Linked DNA regions of Pan troglodytes: region 1 is linked to region 2. Evidence: chromatin contacts called from public HiChIP or PLAC-seq data. All regions are on one chromosome and are shown on one strand. The core of a region is the stretch at or near the end of the contact, and the rest is flanking DNA. Distances in the headings are between cores, read along the strand shown.

Region 1 (2,700 bases), core at 170-2,669, 610 kb after region 2:
GAGTGCAGTGGCGCAACCTCCACCTCCCTGGTTCAAGCGATTCTTCTGCTTCAGGCTCCTGAGTAGCTGGGACTACAGGCATGCGCCACCACGCCCGGCTAATTTCTGTATTTTTAGTAGAGACGGGGTTTCACCATATTGGCCAGGCTGGTCTCGAACTCCTGACCTTGAGATCTGCCCGCTTTGGCCTCCCAAAGTGCTGGGATTACAGGCGTGAGCCACCGTGCCAGGCCAATAATTTCTTTATGGCCAGTTTTTTCACAGAAAGGTGGAGAGAGAGTAATATTTTTAGGTTTTATGGCTGACTGTGGAGAAAAGGGATTCCCGTTTCTATGCTCCGTCATGGGCAAGAGGGATTCTTGAGTTTCTATGGCTAGCCTCAGAGAATCAGAGATCAGAGAGGGAGCAGAAGGTCAGAGAGAAACTTGCTTCTGAGGCTGCCTCTGGGGCCTTCACTTTGGGGTTTCGTTTTCAGAGCCTCAACAGGAGCAAGCCATGCACATAGGTGGAGGAGATAGGCCCTCATAGAGGGCACATAATGAGTGGTCAATAAAAGTTTGCTGAGTTAAGGCCGGGCGCGGTGGCTCACGCCTGTAATCCCAGCAATTTGGGAGGCCGAGGCGGGCGGATCACGAGGTCAGGAAATCGAGACCATCCTGGCTAACACGGTGAAACCCCATCTCTACTAAAAATACAAAAAATTAGCCGGGCGTGGTGGTGGGCGCCTGTAGTCCCAGCTACTCGGGAGGCTGAGGCAGGAAAATGGCGTGAACCCGGGAGGCGGAGCTTGCAGTGAACCGAGATCGCGCCCAGCCTCCAGCCTGGGCAACAGAGCGAGACTCCGTCTCAAAAACAAACAAACAAACAAACAAACAAACAAACCAAAAACAGCTTTCTGAGTGAAGTTGTATGTGGACATGAATGGCCCAGGCAAACAGTGAACAGAGGAATGGGACAGTGTTCTTAGTTAGGACTCTGACCCTAACTTCCGGGAAAGTAAACCAACATTCAGGACGTACCGGCCATCGGACCCCAACATTCAGGACGTACCGGCCATCAGCGGGTGCCTGTTTTGCAGGGCTGCTAACCCGGGTCCCCGACACGTTTCTCTGCCCACGGTAGCCAGCCCCGCTGTCCTTCGGCCTGGACGCGGTCCTGTGCTGCCACCTGCCTCCGAGGGGCAGAGAAAGTGGGAAGGCCGGGCCAGAATCCCTCCCGCCAAAACTCCTGCCCGGTGCGGAGAGGCGCCCGGAGCCCAGGGCGCTGTGCGGGGCGGGTGTAACTCCCCAGGCCTGCCCTGCCGCCTGCCTCCACCGTCCCGCGGGCGCCTTTCCTCCCTCCCGCGGCGTGGGAGCCTTCGCCGCGCTCCGGAACTCTGCTGCTCCAGCGAAGTTCCCGGCCGTCCGCCGGAGCTGCCGGAAGCGGAAGTGCTCGTTGTGGGTGCACAAGGCGCGTTCGAGCAGCGGCGACCGAGGCGGCGAAGGAGCGCGCCATGGAGCATGTGACAGAGGGCTCCTGGGAATCGCTGCCTGTGCCGCTGCACCCGCAGGTGCTGGGCGCGCTGCGGGAGCTGGGCTTCCCGTACATGACGCCGGTGCAGGTATCGGTTCCCTGGGGCGGGGGAGTGAGGCTGGGAGAGGGGCAGGCACCCGCTGCATCGGACCCACCGGAGGTGATCGGACAGATCTGAGCCCTGGGGCGCTCATCCCTCCAGCTGGGGCTCTTGCCTCGTCTCCAGGCTGCCCAGACTGGCGGAATGCGGAGCTGCCCGGCCAGCGAGCCGGCAGAGGGGCCGCGACCCACCCCGCCCTCGGGTGCTGTGGTCTCAAGCCTGGTTCTCATCCTGGCCCTGCTCGCTGTAGCTGTGAGACCTCGGGCAAATGGCTTAACCTCTCCGTGCTTCATTTTCCTTCTCTGTGAAATGACGAAAAAATAACACCCTCCTTATGGGGTTGCTGTGGGGACTAAATAAACCAGTCGGCACACTATGGGAGCTCAGTAAGGGTTACCGTTGTTCTGCATCTCTTCAAGAATATTTCTTGAGGACCTGCTATGTGTCAGGAACTCTTCTAGGCTCTGGGGAGTTTGCAGTATTGGCATCTGCTCATAGCCTTACTTTCTAGTGCAAGAGCTAGAGAAAGGATAATTTCAGCTGCTGGTAAGTGTTATGAAAGAACTAAGACGGTTGTGATAGACAGTGTCGCGCGAGGACTGTAGAGGAGGTGAGATAGGGTGTTAAGGAAGGCCTCTCTGAGGAGGTGCATTGAGCTGAGACCTCAGTGATTGAGAAGGAGCTGGCTCTGTGGTGACTAGGGGGAGATTATTCCACTGGAGAGAAATACCAGTGCACATAAATGCCCTGGGGCAGGCTGCAAATGGTTTGAGCAGCAGAAAGGAGGCCTTTGTGGCTGAACATCAAGAGTAGTGTAAGAGATGGATTGTGCAGGGTCTTGTAGGCGCTTGGATTTCATTCTAAATGTAGTGGGAAGCCATCTTATCTGGGAGGATGTTTAGGAAGGGAAGGGCTGTGATTTCTCTGTAGAGAGTGGCCTTTCCAGGCATAAGAGATGAAGCAGGCAGGTCGCTTAGGAGGCCATTGTCAGGTAAGAGATGATGGTGACTTGGAGTAGGGTGGAACCAGTGGATACTGAGAAGTCACATTTGGGATAGCTTTAAGGTTGCTAAGGGACTGGAAGTGGA
Region 2 (2,928 bases), core at 31-2,530:
CTTCTTGCTGCTGCTCCCTTCGGTGACTGAGCCCAGAGTGTCTGGAAGGAGGAGAGGGTCCATGGAGAGGACCAATCTAAACTGATAAGCAGGCCGGGCGCAGTGGTCTCAGTTCTAGACCAGCCTGGCCAACATGGCGAAATCCCGTTTCTACTAAAAATACAAAAACTTTGGGAGGCCGAGGCAGGGGGACCACGAGGTCAGGAGATCAAGACCATCCTGGCTAACACGGTGAAACCCCGTCTCTACTAAAAACACAAAAAATTAGCCGGGCGTGGTGGCGGGCGCCTGTAGTCCCAGCTACTCGGGAGGCTGAGCCAGGAGAATGGCGTGAACCCGGGAGGCGGAGCTTACAGTGAGCCGAGATCGTGCCACTGCACTCCAGCCTGGGCGACAGAGCAAGACTCCGTCTCAAAACAAACAAACAAACAAACAAAAAACAAAAAACAAAAAAATTAGCTGGGCGTGGTGGCGCCTGCCGATAATCCCAGCTATTCGGGAGGCTGAGGCAGGAAAACTGCTTGAATCCGGGAGGCAGAGGTTGCAGTGAGCGGAGATCGCGCCACTGCACTCCAGCCTGGGTGAAACTCTATCTCAAAAAGTAAATAAACAAATAAATAAACTGATAGGTACAACACGCTCATCTTGCAAACTGCTGCAAACGGAGAGGGGGTGAGGGTGGGGTGGGGTGCTGCATGTGCCAGGCCTGCCTGGTGGGTGGCTGGGGAGCCGACCTGCCCTGGGCCTCCTGGGGAAAAAGGGCAGTTAGGCGGGTAATGAACATTGATCTGGGGAAATGGATCCTTTCCTAGATAACAGGGCCTCTCACTATCACTGGGCAATCAAGACGACTGTAAAACGTTAAACACCTTCTCGGGCCGGGCAGCTCTGCACGAGAAAACCCCAAATCCCACATACTCCCACCACTCCCAGAAGCCCTGTGGTGGTTAACTGGGGAACTCTGTAGGGTTCAAACGCCATATTTGCCCCTTACTGGATGTGTGACCTGCGGCGGGTCCCTGTGCCTCTCTGGGTCTCAGTTTCCTCATCCGTAAGACGGTGATATAATAGTACCTAGCTCAAAGGTTTAATGCTGGTAGATTCCTGAGCAAAGGTCCGGGGAGAGAAGAGGCTCGGTCTGCAAGAGTTGTCATTTGTTGGCTGCGGTGAGACCACGCCCCGTCGCCCTCCCACACCTGACCCCGCCCTCCCGCGTCCATTGGGAACGCCACCGGAAGTAATGCGAGACGGAGCGTTTTGGCGGAGACACTCACTGGGGCAATCTGAGGTAATCCAAGACTGTGGCGGAGGGACCGGAAGCGCCAGGCAGGGACCCGGGGTAGATGCTAAATCCAAACTGAAACGTACAGGGCTGGATGATTGAAGCACCAGCGGGAACTAGTCGGACCTCCGAGCTCTTTAAACTGTCCTCAGCCTTCCCCGTGGGCTCGGCTGGTTCTCCACGAGCTCCGGGCAGACGGGGGAGGGGGTCGGCGTTTAAGTCAAAGGCCTTGGGGCTCCGAGTCCCTTCCTTTCCCCGTCCTGTGAAGGCGCGACCCAGTTCAGCTGTCTGTAAAGTGGAGCCATTAGTCCCTGCCTCGTAGTGGGAAAACTGGGAGGCGGAACGAGGAGGCCGCCGGTCCCAACCCGGCCCAGGAGCATCTTTCTCCGCAGACTGTTTCCTGGCGAGGTGCGTCTTCGTCCTTTTCCGCCCTTGGGAACTTAGAGCGGCCCCTTGGCCGCTGGTTCCGCGCCTCCCGCGGTTGGGGGCGTGCCCGAAGTCTCTCTACGGAAGCTGGTAGGGCTGTGGGCGCTTCACTATGGCGACGGTGGGGGCTCCGCGGCGCTTCTGCCGCTGCGCCTGCTTCTGCACCGATAACTTGTACGTGGCGCGCTATGGGCTGCACGTGCGCTTTCGAGGCGAGCAGCAGCTGCGCCGGGACTACGGCCCGGTGAGTGGCCGCTGTCGTCCCTACGGAGCAGTGGGCAGAGAGGGGTAGTGGAGGAGGGAAGTTCGTCCCCAGGGTCGTTTGCTTTGCGCACGCCGCGCACCGTATCTTCAAATACAAGAATGACGGCCTCTCTTTGCCTCGGTTTTCTCACCGTAAAGGGGTAATAGTATCTCCCTGTGAGATTGTGAGGAAGGAATGAACAAGCATGTAGGGTGCTTAGGACAGGGCCGGGGTCAGCTTGCCGCCTCACAGCAACACCAGCCCGGAGCCCTGTCCTGAGCTTGACAGGGTTCCGCAGTTCATTCTCTCCATGATCCTTTGAGGTCGGGGCTCCTCTCCCCATTTTAAGCAGGGGAAACTGAGGCTTAGAGAGTGAAGGGATTTCCTCAGGTCATACAGTCATGCTCAGTGTTCTTTCTGCTCCCAGATCCTGCGCAGCCGAGGCTGTGTTAGCGCCAAGGACTTCCAGCAGCTGTTAGCAGAGGTACCAGTCCCCTGCCCCTGCACAGCTCCTCGTTAGATTTGTGTCCGCAGCTTGAGGACACAGCTTGAGCCTAGCCTCAGTCCCTGATCCCTGAAGGGTCACTTAGGCCCTCACTTTCCTCCTTCCTGCCCCCCACTCATCCCTCCACACCTGAGTCTTGGCACCAGGAGAGAGAAGGGGAAATGCTAAGTTGCTAAGTTGCCTAGTCATGCCGTTCTTAACAGCTCTGCGAGATAAGTACAAGCACCACTCTCATTTAGGATTGGGAAGCTGAGGCTTAAAGAGGGATCACTTGCCCAGGCTTTTACAGCAGGAGCAGATGTGATCCCAGCCACAGCTTTCAGGCCCCTGGGCTCCTCACACCTTACCATATACCCCGCAGGCTGCTGCCAGGGCTGCTGCCCCGCTCCCTCCTCCTCCTTCCCCTGGAGTCAGTGGTGGGAAGCTTCCCAGGAGAGTCCTCAGCAACCTTTGGAACACAGGACTTGGCCA

What was found. HiChIP or PLAC-seq counts read pairs in DNA pulled down with a chosen protein or histone mark.
Region 1: a contact with region 2 is called in an H3K4me3 HiChIP or PLAC-seq map of stem cell-derived excitatory neurons, with 4 times the contacts expected there. The contact joins the promoter of DDX55 here to the promoter of OGFOD2 in region 2. A contact is called at or near these places in 1 of 7 Hi-C or Micro-C datasets (stem cell-derived neural progenitor cells) and 1 of 1 datasets of contacts at active chromatin or transcription factors (stem cell-derived excitatory neurons).

The regions. Positions count from the first base shown.
Region 1 is chr10:130,423,614-130,426,313 of NHGRI_mPanTro3-v2.0_pri, forward strand. DDX55 (DEAD-box helicase 55) reads left to right here and starts at 1,420. Exons shown (of 14, transcript XM_001170267.7): 1 at 1,420-1,600. The coding sequence starts at 1,493.
Region 2 is chr10:129,817,332-129,820,259 of NHGRI_mPanTro3-v2.0_pri, forward strand. OGFOD2 (2-oxoglutarate and iron dependent oxygenase domain containing 2) reads left to right here and starts at 1,281. Exons shown (of 8, transcript XM_063785224.1): 1 at 1,281-1,690; 2 at 2,380-2,436; 3 at 2,819-2,928. ABCB9 (ATP binding cassette subfamily B member 9) reads right to left here and starts at 1,785. Exons shown (of 15, transcript XM_054663774.2): 1 at 1,275-1,785; 2 at 1-41.